Regions from separate parts of the Mus musculus genome. Here regions 1, 2, 3, 4, 5 and 6 are each linked to region 7. The links are chromatin contacts, called in public HiChIP or PLAC-seq, Micro-C and promoter capture Hi-C maps. All regions are on one chromosome and are shown on one strand. The core of a region is the stretch at or near the end of the contact, and the rest is flanking DNA. Distances in the headings are between cores, read along the strand shown.

Region 1 (2,700 bases), core at 90-2,589, 1.0 Mb before region 7:
CACACACACACACACATACACACACATAGAGGAATTAAAATCTAGGACCCACATGTGAGAGAACGCAGGTCCTATTTGTCCTTTTGAGCCTGGTTTATTCTACTTCTACTTCATTTACTTCATTCGAGGATTTCCAGCTTCATCCATTTCTCTGCAAATGTCACTATTTCATATTATTTCACAGCTGAATGATTTCCACAGTCTGTACCTTCCGCATCTCCTCCATCCATCAATCCTTCCATCAGCTGATGGATATCCATGCTGGTCCCACTCCTAGATGTCTTGGGTTTCTGAGACAGAAGGCGAGGGGTGTCTTAGCTGCCTGTTTTGCCTCAGGGCCCCTCCTAAAGTAAAGGTCTGGAGCGGCTGCCAGCTGAAGGCTGTCCTCCGAGGAGGGTCCTTTCACTCACCTGGCTGTTGGTAGCTCCTGGCCAGAAACCTCAGCTCTCTTCTTCTGGCCTGTTTTAAGGGCTGCCTGAGTCTCCTTGTGCCATGGCTGCAGGCTTTCCTCGAGGGTAACTGTTTGGTAGCAGCAGAGAATGGCTGTGTCTTTTTTTTTCTTTTAAATTTTATGTGGTTGAGTGCCTTTCTGCATGTAGGACCGCCAGGTGCCTGCAGTGCCCATAGTAGCCCGAAGAGGGCGCCAGTTGGAGCCCGAGGAACTGGAATTACACAGGCAGTTGTGAGCAGCAAATGCTCTTACCACTGAGCCATCTCTCCAGCCCTGCGGTCTTGCTTCTTATAGGCTTACTAAAGGCTAACCACAGGGCTGCGCACACAGTCCTGGCCGATGGCAGCCTCCGCTCATCACCCCAGGGTGATGAGGCTTTGAGCTTTCTTCTCAGCCAAGTAGCCAGCATCCAACCCAGCAGGGTGTGTGTGTGTGTGGGGGGGCACTCTCTAGGGGGCACAACCTGCTACCTCCCCAGTTTTCCCAACAGGAGAGAAATCCCAGATACTGTAGGGAAGCTAGGGTCTTCCCTTCTTCCTGTATTCTTCCAGGCCAAACTCTTGCTCAAGAGATCAGATTTCCCAAAACAAAAACCCAATCCTCTCCAACACAGAAAGAAAACCAGCCTGCCATGCTTGACAGTGAGTCAGCTGACAAGCAGGGAAACCAGTCCCCACTGGGGATGGGCGAATGCAGACAATAAACCACAGGGCTGCGCACACAGTCCTGGCCGATGGCAGCCTCCGCTCATCACCCCAGGGTAGCTCTACACATCCCTTGCTATGTCTATAATCTTTTCTTTCTCCAGTGCCTTTTCTCTACTTGGCTCTTTCCTCTGGGTCTTTCAGGTCTCCTACGCGGTGTCAGGGTCCCACGGTAGCTTCCTTTCTGTGGTCACTGGCTGACTGCCAACTTGCCTCTCACTAGCAGGCCAATCAGGAGTGCCCCGGAAGCTCTCCTCTGCGCTCCTTTCTTCCACAGGATGTCAAACACATCTCTGAGAACTTTCAGTGAATTCTCACTGTTCAATGCTCAGAACTGGGGTACATGGGCACCCCTAGCCACGGTATCACCATAGCTGCCATAGACAAATATTTATGCCAGGACTAGAACTCAGCTGCCTTATTCCACTAGCAAGGAGCCCTCTTGATGAAGAATATGGAGTTTGTTCTGCTCAGGACCCGTTTTCCTTGAATGTGGAGGTCTCTGATGTGGGACAGGACCTTCCCTTCCTTAGTGTAGCAATTGCGCCTTCCACAGACAGCCACACAGTTGGCCAGAATAAAGTTTAGATTTCCAAGTATCACTTGCAGCTAATGGCTATGCTACCAAAGGGTTTTTATTTATTTATTTATTTATTTATTTATTTATCTATTTAGTGTGTTTATTTTTGGACCAGAGGAAGGGAGTATTTTGAGATAGGGTTTCTCTGTGTAGCCTTTACTGTCCTAGAACTCACTCTGGCCTTGAACTCAGAGTTCTGCCTGCCTCTGCTCAGATTAAAGGAGTGCACCACTGCCCAGCTTGGAAGTTGGTAGCCTGGTTGCTACCAACGTTTTTTAAATGACATTTTATTCATTTTGTGTGCATGCAAGAGTTATGGTTGTGGATGTGAGCATGCCACAGTGTGTTTGTGGAGGTTGGATGACAACTTTTGGGAGTAGGCTTTCTTCTTCCACCTTCATGAGGGTCCTAGGAAAATGGAACTTGGACTTTCAGCCATCTTGTTTGGCTTTTGATGCCTCGTGTAGCCTGGGATTGCCATGAATCCATTATGACTTTGAAATCCTGATCCTTCTGCCTCTACCTCCAGTGTCGGGGTCACAGGCTTGGAACCACTGTGTCTGGCTTGATGCTGTCAATTTGTAAGAAAGGGCTGAGAAGAGAAGAAACCAAGGTGGCCATCTGTATTAAATATCAGACTCCTGTCGTTCCTCTTTGTCATCCAGATGGCTCAGAGGTATTTACGGGAGGGGCCCAGCTAGGGACACTTGCACTATCACAGACCCCTGCTTCTACAGACAGAACAACAGAGAAAAGAGATGGAGACCCCTGAGGGTTTCACAGAGCAGACCCCCATTGTGTTTTAAACTCCCACAGGAGAGGGTTAAATGACTGTCCTGCTGTATTCACCTCATGTTATTTTGTAGCCAGGCTGAAAGGATAAAACTGCCTTGAATGATCTACCTTACAAGCATTCTAAAGTCTGCCACAGCTGGGGCCAGGGATGGCTCTGTGGTTAAGAGGGC
Region 2 (2,700 bases), core at 169-2,668, 1.1 Mb after region 7:
GTTATGTAGACCAGGCTGGAACTCAGAGATCCACCTACCTACCTCTGCCTCCAGAGTGCTGGTACTAAATGTACCACCACACCTGGCTTTTGAGTGTTGATTTAAAAGTACTTTAACGGCTTTACTTTAAATTACATATATGGGGAGGGGGAGGGGTGCCCGTGGCGGCCAGAGGCAATGGATCTCCCAAGATCTGGCACTACAGGTGGTTGTAGGACATCAGATTGCAATAAAGGGGATTCAGGGAACCACACTACTGGCCTCTTCAAGAGCAGTTCACACTCTGAACCACTGAGTCATCTCTCTAGTCCCTTTAATGTATTTTAGTCATCCTTAACACAAGGCACAACCTTCCTCCATGACTTCCTGAGAACCCAGACTTTATTCCAGCTGATTCTCCAAGACTGGTCTAGACCTAACATCCAATTAAATGTCTCTTGAGTGACTGCCGATTCAGGCATGAGACTTTTAGAAACATCCCCTCTTTCAAACACTGAAGACTGTATAAAGGTGCCTGATCGGACAGCCTCCATCCTGGAAAACAGAACATTTTAAGAGTGAGAATGTGGCACCAAAAACGTTATCTATTGCAAACGCTTACCACCGTGACTGACATCTGCATAAACCTTGTACAAGATTCAGAAACATAAAGATGGTGACTACTTACTGGAAGCAGATTAAGCCAGATACTTAAATCCTTAGGTTTTCAAAGTAGGAATTATCCTTGAAAGTGTCCGAAGACATTCCCCTTAACCTAAATTTCAGCCGACACGCGGAAATGAGTATGTGCCTCGCAGCACACGACCACAGGCGGGAATATTGCTATTCCTTTTCCTCTTACCCTAACAGTTGGCTACGGAAATGCAAACCTTAATTTAAAAAGAAAGGCGGGTCCGCCAACGCTTAGGCAGGCAGGAGGTTTATTCGGTCGAAACCGCTCCCAAAGGTCGGCCCCAGCACTGAATGCTAGAGAGGACGGGGCCACAGCACTTCCGACACGATAACTCAAAGCCTAAAGTTGCAAGAAACGTGTTACTTCGCCACAGAAGCCCCGGGCAGCAGTGGGAGCGCGGCGTGGGGCAGGGCCCCGCGTAGAACCCGGCATGGAGCGCCCGCGGTGGAGCTCGAGGCGCCGAGGCCCAGCCCGAGCCGCCCGCCAGTCCCGCCGCCCGGCCCACGAGGCGGCGGCGCCGAGCCGCGCGAGGTCTCCAGGCCCGAGCCAGCCGCCACGCCTGGACGTCACCGCCGCTTGCCTCGACCGGCACCCGCTGCCCGTCGCCTCCCCAGCCCAAGTCCCGGCAGGCCGGCCCTACTCACTTGTCTTTTTCGGTGCCGAAGATGGAGGCCAAGTATTCCGCCATTTTCGAGCGGACGACTCAGGCACGGCAGCCGACGCTGCCGACTACGCCGACGTCCCTCCGGAGACGTCACCCGACGCGACGACGCTCTCCCCACCCGTCGTAGCGACTCTGTCCAATTGGGAAAGGTGCTGCCAGCGCGGGGGCGGGACGAAGAGCATGAGGAGGCTCCGCCCCTACCCTGGCGCCTGCGCACTCCTTGGCGCCCGGGCGGGTCCCGCGCATTGCTTGCGGCTTAGGCTGTGGACAGCCGCTCCGCGCGTGCTCAGCACCGCTGTTTCCCGCTCCCGCCGCTGGGACCGCGCCCTCTCCCCTTGCTGGCCCTCCTGTCCCAGGCCTCCCACCAGTGCAGCTGTAGATAAGGGGCTCTGTCCGGCCTCCTGGAGGGCCTTAAACCACAGCATCCTCACAGTCACAAGGCTCACCTTCAAGTCACCAAATTTCCAGGCAGAGCCTAATCTCCGTTATCTCAGGCAGAGACCCAGGCTGCGGGGTCATCTTGGTTGGATGACTTTATCTGCTCTCTCTGGCTATAGAGCCACTTCCATCCGAGGACGAACCGTGGAAGAGGGTTGTGGGAAGCTGGGGTCTCCTCACAGGCTCTCACTAGTTAACCTGGTTACTGGAACCAGGATGAATGACCCGATCAGGTCCACCAGACCATTAGTTTGTTCATCCTTCTTTCTTCCCACACGCCCATTCACCCCTCACTAATTAAGCTACCCAACTATCCATGCCTCACCCATTCATCTTCCCCTGTCACATCTATTTATCTCTTATTTGGAGACATTAGAAGAATAAGCCCTGTGACACATATATAGACACAGGCTGCTACGATGTTTGTTTTATTGAGCGTGTTTTGTTTTTTGTTTCTCCATGGGATGGTCTTGTGTATGCATCAGGCTACATAGCTACTATGTACAGCTACAGATGACCTTGAACTTCTGATCCTTCTGAATCTCTTACCATCCTGAGTGCTAGGGTTACCAGTGTGTACTACCAAATAGGTTTATATGATGCTGTATGTTAAGCAAGCACTCTATCAACTGAATGACATCCCGAGCCTTGGTTGGTGTAATGTTTAAATCCACTTTTCTGAGTTATGGAGAAGAGGCTTCTGGGTATGTCTGTGAGGGCAGGGATAACCACTTCATACTTCGCCATGCATTGTATCACTGGGCTCTCTCTCCCTCAACTACAAGTAACTAATACAGCTGGTATAATATTGCTCCAGCTGACATGACAGAGAGTTTAAAAGAATACAGACCTGGTGACATCTATTCCTGTTGGTGGCCTTCTATGGCTCCCAAGGCTCTAAGTATACAGGCATCTTTCCACTTTT
Region 3 (2,700 bases), core at 93-2,592, 1.3 Mb after region 7:
ATTAAAAGAAGCCACTAACATTTTTTAAAGGGATAGAAGTTAAATTAAAGCCTCTGTATTTTTCAGCTAGCTTTATTACAAGGAGCTGCTCACTTCTGTTGTGTTCCCCCCTCTCTATTTCTCTCTCTCTCTCCCTCTCTCTCTCTCTCTCTCTCTCTCTCTCTCTCTCTCTCTCTCTCTCTCTCTCTCTCTCTCTCGGAAGGGGGCGGTTGCTGGTCATTATTATCTTTGCTCTTCCCTAGTAATTGTACAAATTATGTAGAAGCATAATACAAAGCTTTTTTCCCCCTTTACCAGACTAAACAATGTCATCGTTTACAATTGTGACAATCAACTCCACAGGACTGAATCAGCACAGGGGGCCACCCCCTGGCTGGATCCACCCCCTGGTTTAGTCCCCCCCCCACACACACACACAACACGCGCGCGCACCTGCGTTTTGGTGACTCGGTGCCGCGCCAGCTTAACCACTGCAAAATTGCCTTTGCCCAGGGTCCGTTCCACGTCGTAAAAGCCCACCCGGAGGGGCTTCTGCTGGCCCTGGCCAGTGCCTGAGGGGACCGCACTGAACTCCGACATGATCACCATGGCTTCGGGCCGCACCTGCGGGTCAGCGAGGAGTGCGCTCAGCACCGACCGACTCCGGCTCGGTCCCGATCCCATTCCCCGCCAAACCCGGCCACTGAAACTGTGTCCGCCAGGCCACCACGCGTGCGTCCTCAACCCTCTGTTCCTCCAGCCCCAGGCTCCTAGTGTGGCCCCGACCCAGGTTCGCAGCTCACACCCCCACTCGCTCATTCCTTGATACAGTATCTCCTCGGCTAAAGTCCCCACGCACACACTCCTCTATCCCGAACCCCCAGCCTGCGCCCCCACGCGCGCGCCCCCTCGATCCCAGGTTCCCTCAGTGCGAGCCCCCACGCACGCGCCCCCCGACCTCCGGTCCCGGCCGGGCGCGCGCGCCAGCAGTCCACCCGCAGTCGACCCCAAGCCAGCTCCTGGACACCCTACGGTCCCGGGTTTTCACCGCGCTCCCGTCCACCAGTGCCAACGCTCGGCTCCTCAGGACAGGCTCCACAACCGGGCGCTCGCAGACCCGCCTCCGGGCGCCGACCCGCAACAATAGGGAGCCCGCCGGGCTGGAGTCCTGCCCGCGACCCCAGGCGCGCACCTGCGGGTTTCGGAGACCCGAACCCGCGCCATTGCTCACCTCCGCCGCCCTCCGTGAGCCCGACCCGGGATGCCACCCGCTCGGCTGCTAGCTCTGCTCCGGTGCCCGCCGTTCGCGCCGCCGCCGCCAACGCTGCCGCCACCGCCCGGGCCTCGCCGCATGTCAGCGCCCCGCCGCCGCCGGCCGCACGCGGCAACGCCCCGCCCCGCCCCGGCCCCGCCCCGCACAAGCCCCGCCTCGCCCCGCCCCCCGCGGCAGGCACAGCCCATTGACGTCGTTTTGACGCCAGAGCGACGCGCGGCCCGGTGCCTGCCGAGGGGGAGCGGAGATCGGGCGGTTGCCAAGAGACTGGAGGCTCTGACGCGCGCGCTGGTGAGGCCGTCGCCATGGCGACCGCGGGCGGTGACGTCAGGGGCCCGGCTCAGCAACCGCCCGAGACTGCTGGCGCCCCCTGCCGGGCATGGGCGACACTGCTGTAGCCCACCCCCCCACCCCACCCCCGCCCCCGACTAGGAGACCGAGCCTGCTTTAGGACCACTTCCAGGGGCTTCATGGTGGGTACGGTGCCCTTTGGGTGCTCAGTGCTCGCTTCGGACTCAGCAGGGTGGAATAGAGCTGCGGGATTTTCGGCGTGGGACTCTGGGGCTGATGGCCCTAGACTGATCAGTCTGCTATGCTGGGCACTCGATGTGCCGCCAGCAGTGGCTGCCCCTTGACCCTCACTTCATCCCTGAGAGGGCCGGCCAGCTGCAAGAATGCCTGGCTCTAGGAAAGTGTTGGTTAGTTGAACGCCACTTACTTTTGTTATAGAAAGAGAGAGGGGGGGGGGGAGGAGAGAGGAGAGAGAGAAAACCTCTAAATATTCAGCAAGTTGGAAAGTTAAAGCAGGAAAACGCGACTCATTTTCCCAAAGCCTCCTGCTTCAAGGGCCGCCTGGTCCAGCAGTGGTGTCCTGGGACAGCTGAATAGGACGCGTGCTTTAGACACGGGCTGCAAAAGGACCCAGCCACTACTCAGGGCTGATAGGTGGGGCCCTTGGAGGACTGGGCACTTTGCCCATTTTCTTGCTGTCTGCCAATTGGCCCACCCTGTCTGTCCCCAAGCTGCTTCCAGACAACAGATAGGACACAGGGCGGCTGGGACCTTGGAACTGACCCTGAGAGTGCCTGCCGGAAGCAGGGCCCATTAAAGGGGAGACGGAGTGTGGAGAGAGTGGAAATGGCATGTGTGTGACTCCTTCTGTTTGTGTTCCCTCACACCTCATCAGAAAGTAAGATGTGTTCTTAAGGGCAGACGAGAAAGGGGACAGACGATTCTCCAAAGGCTAGGAAGGTGGCGGTTTGGAGCTAAACTTCTGTGTCTCTCTTCCTCGTGGCTTCCTGTGTGAGAGAAAAACTAGCACCGGGTGGATTGATTAATCACAATTGATTCAGAATTCATCAGAATTCATTCCTCAACGGAGGAAGACTTCCTGGGTAGAGGCGGGTGGTAGGCTGGCCTGAGATAGGGCTCGCAGGGGCCAGCCATGT
Region 4 (2,700 bases), core at 121-2,620, 1.5 Mb before region 7:
AAGGAAGTTAAGGCAGGAAGATTGCCTTGAATATGAGGGCCACCCTGGGCTACATAGCGAGGCCTCGTCTCAAAAGACCCCAAACAGAAGGAAATAAAACTGACTAGAGACATGGAGGAAGGTGGGAACGGAGAATGTCTTACTGCTATGTCTGTCAGGAACATCCGTAGATGTTTCTAGAATTGTCCTTTATCAATGTCATTTTAGTGGACTGTCTGGATCTTGGGAGGGGGAGTATTAGACATTTCCCTCATTTTGGACCCAGAGAAAGAAATCTGCAAGCAGAGTACTCTGGGCAGCTTGCCAGAGGTCAGCAGGTAGCCATTAGTGTGGTCCCAGTCAGGTCTTGATGCTCTCACTTGCAGGATGTATTATGGTGTGAGAAATGTTCACATGCTGGCTTCTGAAGAGGGGAGAGGGGAGGTAAGGAGCCTGGCGGCTGTTTTTCTTGGTAGTCCGTGGTCTGAGAACTGGACTCAATCTCCCCGATTTCTGAGGCGGTTGACAGCATCCTTTCCTTCTGTGGAACTGCTTTCCTCGTCTGTGAGACAGGGAGGAAATGATCGCGTTCTGGACCCGATGTCCGAGGGGCTTCTGGGAGGAGGGGGAAAAAAATCTCCAGACATAGTGGGACTTCTTGGGATTTTAAACTATTTTTTATTATTTATGGGCTTGTTTTGTTTTTGAGAGGGTCTCAATGGATAGCCCAGGCTGGTCTTGAACCTGTAACGCCCCTCGTGCCTCAATCTCCCAAGTATAGGATTCCAGGCTTTTGCTATCATACTCAAATGATCAATTTATTTATATTTGAAACAGTGTCACATATTTCAAGTTGGTCTCCATCGGAATAGGTAGCTGTCAAAACGACCTTGAATGCCTATTTCCCCCTCCTCACCCCCCACTGGGCGCTGTTATTACAGACGTGACCCCGCATGCCCAGTTTATGGGGCCCTGGAGCTCCAACCCAGGGCTTCACTTCCAGCAAGTTAGGCAAACACTGTACCAACAGACCCACCTCCCGAAACCCAGGATTTTATTTACTAATATCAGTGATCTGGAAAAGAGTTAGTCCTTCCCACAGTTGGTCAGGGACAGACCCATAAACACTCACTCAGCTCTAACTGTACTGTTGTTCATAGATGTATGTGGCTCTGCTGGTGCGCTGCGTGACAAGAGAATAGCCCAGGTGTGGGGGAGGGGAGGGCGCGCCCTCTTAACGCGCGCCGGTTCTAGCTGTCTGGCGCGGGCTTAGATTCCCAGAGGGGAGGGCGGGCCAGCGAGTCCCCGGGATCGGTGAAGGAGTGGGTTGGTCCTGCCTCTGAGGGGGCGGGGCCTGGGCCGACGCTATAAGGAGGCAGCTCGACGCCAACTGCAGCAGCCGAGAGGTGTGAGCCGCCGCGGTGTCAGAGTCTAGGGGAATTGGAGTCAGGCGCAGATCCACAGCGATATCCAGACATTCAGAGGTGAGAGCTTCGTGGCAGGGAACAATAGTTCTTCCCCGTAGCAATGCGCTGAGCCCAGTGGGTGTCCCCAGAAGTGTGTGTGTGTGTGTGTGTGTGTGTGTGTGGTGATGAGTGGATCACCTGTGTGTGTATATGTGTATTTGTGCGTGCCCGCCAGAGTCACAGGTGTGTCCGCGGCAGGTGGATGACGGGTGTGGGTCTGAGCGTCCGTGGTGGCTGAAGGCTTCGTTTGTTGGAGTGTGACGAGGGTCAGGCTATGTCGCGGACTCGGCATACAGAGTCTGAACTCCAGGACCACGGATGGCAGCCACTCTTCCAGTCCTTGGAGACCGGGTCCGAGCGATGGCTGGCGGGGATCGGCTACCGGGAGCTCGCTTCTGGTTGCCAATGTTTCTAGGGATTCCAGGTGCGGCTCGCCCAAAGCGTGAGAATGAAGCTCACGGTGCCCCGAGATGGGTCCTGGGTGGCGGTTGTGACAAGCTTCGGCGAGTCTATCTAGAGCTTAGCGCAGAGCGGTTCTCCGATCCCATGGGTGCCGCCGGATCCCCGGTCCTTGTGAACCAAGTGCCCTGTTTCGCGGTAGCCACCACCCCACTGGGCTCTGAGGTCAGCGCGAGCTGTGTCCTCCGCCCTCGGGATCGTGCCTGGGCACGTCCTAGAGGACAGGCGAGGAGGTGACTCATTGTGACAAGGAGACCCCGGGCACTGGATTGAGACCAGAATCGCGCCACAACTGGGGATGGGTCAGTGGCAGCCCAGAAGCCCCTTTCCCTGCCCGGGTACAGCCTCGTTCCTGCCCCGTCCCCTCCCCCGCGCGGCACAGTGACCTATTTGGCGGGCACAGTATGTTCCCAGGGAACCCGGGACACGGGGAGGTCCAGGACGCGGTGTCCGGTCCCCGCTCGGCGGCGCGCCCTCGGGGACAGGGAGTCTGGGCGGGTCCTGTCCACCCTGCCAGCCCGGGAAGCGCAAAGGGTCCCACCCACCGCGCCCACCACGACCCGGACCAGTGACCGTGGGGCGCGAGAGGAGCCCGCACTGTAGAGCGGCCGGTATCCTCGCGGAGTGAGGCTTACGGGTGCCGTACATCAGACGCCCCGGGGCTGGGGCCCTCGACCCAGTCCACACCCAGTGTAGGAAGGTGACCAGGCTGAGTGCGCCCACTAGGGCACATCCATTCCACTCGGAACCTCCGGGGACAAGGGCTACACTTGCACCCTGGTCGTGCGGGAAATAC
Region 5 (2,700 bases), core at 33-2,532, 1.5 Mb before region 7:
AATATCACAAGTCATTTAGATACATCAGATTTTTTGTTGTTTTTCAGAAAGTATCTCAAGAAGTTCTTTCTGGCCTAGAACTCACTAAATGTATGAACATAAAGTTCGACTCCTGTTCCCTTGGGCCAAGAGCTGAGATTATGAGGCAGGGAGGAGAGGAAAAAGACAAAAGGACGTTCAAATGAGCCCCATTACTACTATACTAGGCATGTCTAACCCAGAAAGAAAAAAAAAGATCTAGAAGGAAATGAAGTTTTGCTAGAATCTTCTGAAGGTCACAACAAAAACAGGTTTAACAACTGTAGCCTGCACCACAACTCCCTTAGGGGAACAAAAGCATTAGAGTTGTGTCTGAAAAACTGGTTAATATTTTGACCTTTCTTGGAAGCAGAAACAACTAAGTCTCCCCAATAAATCAGAGTAGCCTGAGGGGGGCCAGGCCGAGGATACGTCTGGGAGCTGGAGGCAAACGATGTGGCTTGTCAAACGAGGGTATTCAGCTATCCTGGGGTCTGTGTGTAGAGGCCCAGGGAGACCCACAGGTCTGGCAGCCAGAGCAAAGCCCTTACAAAGGCCGCAGGTGCCCCTCCTAGCATCTGCATGGCGGAGCTGCGTGCTCAGAGCGTAAAGGCAACCTATGCAAAACCTTGCTCTCCTCCTGGGAAAGTGAGCCCTGTGACCGTTTGTCTTGTTTTTTTTTTTGTTTTTTCATGCAGCCTCATCAAGTCGCATTTGCCGCGCGCGCGGTTTGGGCGAGGCGGGAAAGCGAAAGTTGAGCAAACTTTGCAGGCTCTACCCTGCATCGGGGCGCAGACCGGGCACCGTGGGGTACCAGTTAAGTCGCCCAAGCTCGGTGACCTTGAGAGCGACTATAAGGCTCCTTAGTCTGCGATGGATGCCCCACAACGAGGAAGCAAGCGTCCATGTTTCACTCTGACCCGAGCCCGCGGCTGCAGCCGCCATCGCCCGGGATTAATGGCGGCAGAGTCTGGACAGCTTTATTCGGCTGCAGCCTAGGCGGAAGTGGAGGAGAGGGGGCGTCTGCGCGGCTCGCGGGGATGGCCGGGCCGAGCGCCGCATCTGCGGGACAAGCCGGCACGCGGCGACGAGCTCGCGCCACCGCGCGTACCCCACCCACCTGACGGAACGGCCGGCGCGCGCTCCCAGTAACCGCGGTTTCTCGCAGCGTTTGTAGCGCTTACGTCACAGCCTGCGCCGCCTCTGATTGGGTGATCTGGTCAGGTCATGTGGCAGAGCAGGGTGCTATAAATAGGGCGAGGGGACGGTGGTGGTCCGCCATTTCGTGACGCCGCGAGACCGAGAATCTGTAGGAGCAGAACCAGAGGGAAGCGGGTGGGCCTGTCGGAGCGTTAGGATTTGAGCTTGGGCCTTTTGAACCCAGGATCTCGGTAAGGGACCGGCGAACGGAGGGAGGGAGGTGGAGGGAGGGAGGTGGAGTTCCGCAGACTCGAGGTGGGGCCGGGCGCAATGGCGGCACCAGATTGAGACAAAGGGGCGCCGCCGCCATTTTGTGACTTTCGGTCCCGGGCGGCGGCTGGGGCCCCGGGCAATGTTGAAGATGCTTCCAAGTCTGTAAATCCCGGACTTAATCTTTTGTCCTTTGGAGGAAGGCTCGGAGAGGGATTGCTCCAGGCTGGGGTGTGGCCGGCGTGTGTGTGTGTGTGTGTGTGTGTGTGTGTGTGTGTGGGGTAGATCTCTAAATGAATTCTCCACGTCGCGGCCTTTAGTTTGATGGCGCCTTTTTCTTCCTTGCTCCTGGTTTTCTTGGTATAGTGTCTTGAGGACTTTGTATATATTTTTTAAGACAGGTCTTTTCGTATTTACTGAGCCCCTACAGTCTCATCTTTTTTTTATGCCGACTTGGTGTTTGCTTTAAAAATCTTTTCTAATGAGGCTGCGTTTCTTAATGTAAATCATAGTTCACTTTGAGTTGGGTTTTTCTTTGACCTATTTGCTTTTAACAGGTGTGAAAACCGGGGATGGATGAGTTTCATTTGTCTTTTTGTTTGTTTTTTTAATTTTCGCGGAATGGCTTGGTCGCTCAACTGAGTCTTGGGCACAGGGTGGGGTCACGGCAAAATAGGGTTAAATTTTTTAGTTTGATAATAGTCGGTTTGAACATTATGGTGTATAGTAGGGAAGACACTTAAATGGCTTATTAAGTAGGGTTTTCATTTCGGAAGTGTGAAGTTGAAGACTTACTGAGTGTATGTCCTCAAGGTTGTATGTTGTATGTCCTTTTAGTAAAGATTCTTTTACGCAGGAGTTTAGGGTGCACGGTGCAGGCCACTACATGCCTAGCAGACCTCAACATTTACTTTTATGCACTTTTTACTAAAAGACGGGGGGTCACTAGCAAACTTCATAACTGTCATTCCTCTAGCCTGTTGAGCCACAAGCATGCTTGCCTTCCTAGCTATGATAGTTTTGTTGTGGAACCTTTGTGTGGTTCCAAGATATTTATTTTTGTTTGTTCCTGAGACAGTTCTTGCTGTAAATCAGGCTGGCTGTCTTGGTTTACTCAACTTTTTTAGATCTGGTCTCCAACTCATCATTTCCCTCCTCCTTCAGAGTGCTGGGATCAAAGGTGTGTGTGTGTGCGTGCGCACACCACCTTCCTGATGCACTTAGTTTTTGAGACAGGGTAAGTTATGCTTCAACTTCTGCATTCCTTTTTCT
Region 6 (2,700 bases), core at 51-2,550, 1.0 Mb before region 7:
AAGCCTGAAAACTGGGAGTAATGTCTATGTAAAAAGAAATCACTGAGGGACATATAGAAGGTGTTTCTTTAGGTGGGAAAAGAAGGAGCCTTGAGAATTTGCCAGTATGTTGGGCCAGCAAGATGGCTCAATGGGTATAGGGGCTTACAGCCAGTCTTGACGACCTGAGTTCGGTGAGAAGAGAAAACTGAAGTTCTCCTTTGACCTCTCTCTCTCTCTCTCTCTCTCTCTCTCTCTCTCTCTCTCTCCTCTCTCTCTCTCTCTCACACACACACACACACTGAATAAATGTAATGTATTTTTCAATATTTAGAAACCCTAGGGTGTTAGTACAGAGATGGATTGAGCAGTAGCTCGCACATATCCACAGTTCCTTGTCTGAACAAACATTTCTTCGGAGTAGAAAAAGGAAGTACCCTCCATCTTCCCCCAAATGTCCCAGAACACACTCAAAAAAGAGAGGTAGTCATTAACATGACACCCAAAGGAGACAACATGCTAAAATTAGATCTCATTTTGAGTCAAAATTAGATTGAAAAATGAATCTATAGATGGAAGATTTATAGCCAGTTAATAAAGGAGTTGAGGATATTGGGGGTACATCCTTCATCTTCCTGATTGTTGCCATGGGGATGAACAACGTCCCTAGAGAAAATGCTACTTGGAGGATAAATTAGTATTTCCTAAGCATGACTTCTCAGTATCTGGATCCTCATAACCAGAAAGAGTCAGACCCGAAGAAGGGATTACATCACGAAGTTCAGTTAGCGGAAGAAAGGGGGAGTCTGATAAATCAACTGCTACTCATACAACAGTTACCCGCACTGGGGTATGGCCGGAACTGTCCTCTGCGAAACTAGGACCATAAGGGAACAAGGCGGGGGTGGGGGGGTGGGGGGGTAACCACCCTGGGTGCCATTGAGGTGAGGGACATTAAAAAATGTTCATTATTACATGAGGCCTTCCTTTAAAGACTAATGTATACAAATGTTATGGTTTCTCCTTACCCCTCTCCACCAAGACAACCCCAGAACCTCAGCCCATCAAAGGCAACAGTCCCATCTACTTCTTCCTCGCAGTACCTGGTTCTCTGCCTCCGGGGAGTAGGAACTTTCAGCCCCGCCTTCCTGCCCATCTAAGCCCCGCCTCCCCGGCCCACCTGTGTGCCCAGCCCCTGACGTTGCCGCGGGCCTTCAGCGGCCCGCAGGATCCGGGATCCTCATTGGTCCATCCGCCCACCGGCCTGCTCAGCCCACCAATGGCAACGGTGTTGGGCGGGGGGAGTGCCCACATCCAAGATGGCGCCCCCAGGAGCTGGGAGCGGGTGACCGGCGGCGGGGAAGCGGCCTGGGCTGGCCCTCAGATTGCGGGGTCCCGGGGGCCTGTCGCGGGGCCCCCCCGTGACCCACCGACCAGGCCTTCCCCCGGGCCGGAGAGATGGCCGCCGAGAACAGCAAGCAGTTCTGGAAGAGGAGCGCCAAGCTACCGGGGAGGTGAGCCCAGGACGCTGAGGGGAGTGGGGATTGGACCCAAAGCCTTCCAGATCCTGGTCCCTGAATCCCTCCGTCTTGGGGTACCCCCGAGGCCGGAGGGCTGGTGTCGGAGTAGCCCAGGCTGGAGCAGCTGTCAATCAGAGGAGCCTGGCCAGCTTGGGTGTGGGGTGCAGACTGGGGTCTGGGGGCGGGGAACCTCAGCTGGGAGGTGTCAGGGGACCAGTGTGAGGGGCAGTGGAGTTGGGCGAGTTGCCATTGTCAGCGTAGCCGTGGAGGGCCACCTGCAGACCGCTTCCGACTTTCTACAGAACTCCTTAGGGGTCTCCAACAGCATGGGTGGCTGCTTGCATGAGGGTTGGTGGCCCCATGGCCTTGGTTCCCAGCCCATCATCACATTCCTGTCTTCCCTTGGACTCCCAAAGGGGTTCTGATAGGAGAGCCTGGGCCAGGCCTGCAGGGGTATGAGCAAGACAGGGGAGGGGGAATTCTCAAGCCTGACCTTACTCTGTCTTGAGTTGGTCCTTTCTTTTGAGAAATTATTACAGGGTGGCCGCAGGGTGGAGAATAAGTTATTCCTTCTGGCATCCCGGAGAAGTGATGATTTTTCAGTGTGGATGCATTAAGTTCTTTTATTCTTGTTTTGTTGGAGAGCAGACCTTTCAAGCAACTTATTCCCTTAGTGTTTCTTTCTCTTGTTAGTGTATGTTGACACTGAGCAATTGTCTCTCAGTCAGGCTGCCTTTTGGTTTACTGGTTCCGTTTGTTTTGGGTGATGTCCTGAAAAATGAAAGCCCTATGTGTTTCACTACTGAATTTAAGATTTCTGCCAGCCACAGGCTGCTTGGTGTTAAGAGTTTGTGTCTGGTCACCGCCCTCATGAGTTCTATCCTTAGTGATTTTCCTGTTAAGTCTTTTTTTGTTCAGGTGTAGTCCTTTGACCTGTGACCTCGCACTCTTCCCTTCCTCCTTTCCCTCTCTCTCTCCCCTCTTTCCCATTCTCTCTCCTCCTTCTCTTCCCCTCCCCCTCCCTCTCCTCTTTCTCCCCCTCTTCCGTTCTCTCTTCACACTGTTGAAGACACTCTGCCACTGAGTTACACACAGCCCTCGCCCCCTTCTTCAAGCGAAAGAGAAACTGAGAGTCAGCATTGGCTGTGTAACTTTTCTGAGCTGTCATTACACACGTGGAGAAAGTTGAGGGACCAGGTTT
Region 7 (2,700 bases), core at 174-2,673:
CGGGCAGTTTTCTAGGAGGCACAAGCAAAAGGGGAAATAAGTAACTCACTCACAAAAGCTCGTAATAGAACAGTGGCTCCTGAGTGGTTTTTCAAAGCAAGCTTTACTGATTCCAAGACGTGAGAACTTCAGAGACCATACCTTACAGAGACTCCGTTATAAAACTGAATCTCCTGATTTTAGACTCTGGGTGGAAACTCTAAAGTTATGTCCCTCAGTTTTTAGGCATGATCAAATGTCAGTGCTCCCTATCTTGTCACTCTCACTTGGCACTGCCTTTAACTCATAACGGGAAAGATTATTTCTTCCATTTGTCTCCATTATTCCTCCTTAAAAAACCACCACATACAACGGACCCAACAGAATCCTGTATACTGGCTGATGGCCAGTTGCATCATTTAACTCCAGTCTCACCATGCCAGCCCACGCGTGAAACACAATCTACATTTCCACCAGATAAATAACAGCCCGCACTGCTTCTGGGAAGAACACACACAAAAGGCAGGGCTGCTCTACCTGCAAGACCCTTGAAATGGCCAAAGCACAGCACGGTTCTGGGAAATAGATACAAGGGCAGATTTGAGTCTATGAGGAAGTAACAATACTGGATGGATATGGTCCCTTGGCTTCAAAAATGTGGATCAACACAGGATATAATAATAATAATAATAATAATGTTCAGAGAAGCACGTGGGCATGCACGTGAGGCTGGAAGGTCCAGGCAACAGGTTAGTCAACCAGCATCTTCACTGACAAGTCGCCTTCCCCGGGTCGTGGGTGTGCCCGACGCTCACGCAGGCACAGATTCTAACGATCTCTCTAACAACCCGCTCCTACTCCCAGACCCGCCAGGGTAGAGCTGACGGATCTCTTCGCGGTTTACCCCAAAACTTTGCGAACCCCGAGGGTCCCCATTTCCGCGTTTGTCAGGTTTGCACAGTCGGCGTCTCAGTGTGGACGCGCGGCTGCTGAGGAACGCGGGCTTCTCCCGCTTCAAATTCCTAAAAGGAAACCGGCAGCGTCGCACTGGAGTCCAGTCACTTGTCCCTCGGCACCCCTCTCTCCAGCGCCCCCCTCTCACCCCCCCCCACCCCCACCCCAGAGCGCCAGGCCCGGGAACTGACCCTCCTCAGCCCCCGTCCCCGCCCCCGGAACCAGCGGCCGAGGGGCGTGGAGCGGCGCGCGCGGGTCCGGCGGGGAGGGGGAGCGCGTCCCCGCGCCCCGGGCCCGCGCAGCAGGTGCGGCCAGGCCCCAACTCTCACGAGCGGTCCGGGCGACTCACCCCGACGATGTCCCTCAGCGACCTAGAAGCCGCCACACACGTCTCTTCCGCCAGCAGCGACCCCGCCTCGTGGCCACCGCCCCCTCGACCGCCGCCGTCGCCGCCTTCCTCGCCGCCGCCGTCGCGGCGCGCGCCCGCTTTCACGCACACCGCCGTGGCCGCGCACGCGCTCTGCGCGCTGGCGTCACTTAGCAACGGCTCAACCGTGGGCCAGTAGAACCCAGGACGCCAGGGCCCCAGGTCGCCTCAGGCGGGGGTCTTGCGGCGTGTTTCCCCAGGTCGGAGCCACTGCCCCTCCAGTACTGGGCCCTGAGGGTGTGGCCGCCCTGCCGACACCTGGCTCAGGGTGAGGCACGTCATCACACGTCACTGAATAGCGTCATCGGTCGCGTCACTGCGTAAGGGGACGAGCCGGAGCGCCGGTTGGAGAAAGCCTCGTCTTTCTGCACTTAGTCGCTTGCCTGATGGACAGTCAGCTACGTGCGAGAAGTTGGACGAGGAGAATGGGCCAAGAGAGGCATTACCAGCATGAAGGTGCTACGAGGCCAGGCCTGAAATACCACGACTCAGTTTCCTCCTTCTGTCAGTGGGAAGACGGATACCCGACTTGCCTGCGCTAGAAAGGTGTCAACTTAGGACGAAATAATGCATGCGAGGCTGCGGGCGAACTGATCTCATTCGAACTCCTTATTTCAAGACCCTGACAGAAAGCCCGGACATAAGTCCTCGACACTCCAGGACTACCAAGTGTAACGTATAAAGCCCATTAGACTCCATCTTTCACATAAGAAGCAGGCACTGTGAACTTTGAAGCCGTAGAAATTGGGTTGTAGGTCTTTCCTGGCCGAAACTGGAGAGTCGTCACTCTTGAAAGTTACTTACCTGGGTGTGTGGGTTTGAAGATGGAAGACTTAATTCCAAGCAAAGACGACTTAAATGGGCAGTGAAAATGAACAGACACAGCAAGGGTTAGGGCTGGGCCAGTGAAGGATCAGAGCCACAACCTAGACTCTGGCGGTGGGGATGGAAACGCGGAGGCCAGCTCTGAGCGGGGGAATGAATAGGTAGGCCAGGTTTCTAGCGTGGTTGCTGAGACAGGTGGGAGTAACATTTAGCAAGACGGAAAGAAAGCTGCCTTTGTGTGTCAGTTACTAAATGGTAGTGACATTCCTTACGGATGACATGGTAGAACGATGGAATGTGGATACGTTGGTTGGGGAAACATTCTCCGCTCTCATCTTCCATGTGGAACGATATCCATCAATTTAATACATCTACTTTCCGATACACGTGTCCCCAATTTATTTGTCCTTGGAGAATTGACTTCGGGATTGGTACATTTAAAAAAACAAAGGGAGCCGGGCGGTGGTGGCGCATGCCTTTAATCCCAGCACTCTGGAGGCAGAGGCAGGTGGATT

Evidence for each region. Promoter capture Hi-C pulls out the DNA fragments that hold promoters and counts their contacts. Hi-C and Micro-C count contacts between places; a contact is called where the count stands out from the background. HiChIP or PLAC-seq counts read pairs in DNA pulled down with a chosen protein or histone mark. Capture Hi-C pulls out chosen DNA fragments and counts their contacts.
Region 1: a promoter capture Hi-C map of the HPC-7 cell line shows a contact between it and region 7, with 5 times the contacts expected there. The contact joins the enhancer-like site here to the promoter of Btbd9 in region 7. A contact is called at or near these places in 3 of 39 promoter capture datasets (the C10 cell line, the HPC-7 cell line and pre-B cells), 1 of 115 datasets of contacts at active chromatin or transcription factors (large pre-B cells) and 1 of 9 other capture datasets (adipose tissue).
Region 2: a contact with region 7 is called in an H3K27ac HiChIP or PLAC-seq map of microglia, with 7 times the contacts expected there. The contact joins the promoter of U2af1 here to the promoter of Btbd9 in region 7. A contact is called at or near these places in 1 of 484 Hi-C or Micro-C datasets (the G1E-ER4 cell line) and 1 of 115 datasets of contacts at active chromatin or transcription factors (microglia).
Region 3: a Micro-C map of embryonic stem cells shows a contact between it and region 7, with 6 times the contacts expected there. The contact joins the promoter of Sik1 here to the promoter of Btbd9 in region 7.
Region 4: an HNF4G HiChIP or PLAC-seq map of pancreatic cancer cells shows a contact between it and region 7. The contact joins the promoter of Cdkn1a here to the promoter of Btbd9 in region 7.
Region 5: an H3K27ac HiChIP or PLAC-seq map of large pre-B cells shows a contact between it and region 7, with 2.9 times the contacts expected there. The contact joins the promoter of Srsf3 here to the promoter of Btbd9 in region 7. A contact is called at or near these places in 1 of 39 promoter capture datasets (liver) and 1 of 115 datasets of contacts at active chromatin or transcription factors (large pre-B cells).
Region 6: a contact with region 7 is called in a promoter capture Hi-C map of adipose tissue, with 2.0 times the contacts expected there. The contact joins the promoter of Tbc1d22b here to the promoter of Btbd9 in region 7. A contact is called at or near these places in 4 of 39 promoter capture datasets (the HPC-7 cell line, hippocampal neurons, liver and 1 more), 2 of 115 datasets of contacts at active chromatin or transcription factors (embryonic stem cells and large pre-B cells) and 1 of 9 other capture datasets (adipose tissue).

Annotation. Positions count from the first base shown.
Region 1 is chr17:29,530,807-29,533,506 of GRCm38.p6, forward strand. All of the region lies in intron 2 of Tmem217 (transmembrane protein 217), which reads right to left. Among named protein-coding and RNA genes, the nearest start is that of Tmem217, 17 kb to the right of the region's middle. Within about 2 kb of position 1,340, at least 80 of the 459 cell types and tissues checked have an H3K27ac peak or open chromatin away from gene starts, as enhancers often do. A contact at or near this core is called in the HPC-7 cell line and pre-B cells, where this site is marked.
Region 2 is chr17:31,657,336-31,660,035 of GRCm38.p6, forward strand. U2af1 (U2 small nuclear ribonucleoprotein auxiliary factor (U2AF) 1) reads right to left here and starts at 1,419. Exons shown (of 8, transcript NM_024187.4): 1 at 1,318-1,419. The coding sequence starts at 1,361.
Region 3 is chr17:31,854,462-31,857,161 of GRCm38.p6, forward strand. It overlaps Sik1 (salt inducible kinase 1), which reads right to left and starts at 1,343. Exons shown (of 14, transcript NM_010831.3): 1 at 1,211-1,343; 2 at 433-603. The coding sequence starts at 588.
Region 4 is chr17:29,092,399-29,095,098 of GRCm38.p6, forward strand. Cdkn1a (cyclin-dependent kinase inhibitor 1A (P21)) reads left to right here and starts at 1,371. Exons shown (of 3, transcript NM_007669.5): 1 at 1,371-1,463.
Region 5 is chr17:29,031,378-29,034,077 of GRCm38.p6, forward strand. It overlaps Srsf3 (serine and arginine-rich splicing factor 3), which reads left to right and starts at 1,283. Exons shown (of 6, transcript NM_013663.5): 1 at 1,283-1,409. It overlaps Gm16196 (a long non-coding RNA gene), which reads right to left and starts at 1,246. Exons shown (of 3, transcript XR_876716.2): 1 at 1,139-1,246.
Region 6 is chr17:29,548,502-29,551,201 of GRCm38.p6, forward strand. Tbc1d22b (TBC1 domain family, member 22B) reads left to right here and starts at 1,301. Exons shown (of 13, transcript NM_198647.1): 1 at 1,301-1,493. The coding sequence starts at 1,438. Tmem217 (transmembrane protein 217) reads right to left here and starts at 1,092. Exons shown (of 3, transcript NM_001162901.1): 1 at 1,008-1,092.
Region 7 is chr17:30,574,864-30,577,563 of GRCm38.p6, forward strand. Btbd9 (BTB (POZ) domain containing 9) reads right to left here and starts at 1,424. Exons shown (of 11, transcript NM_027060.1): 1 at 1,283-1,424.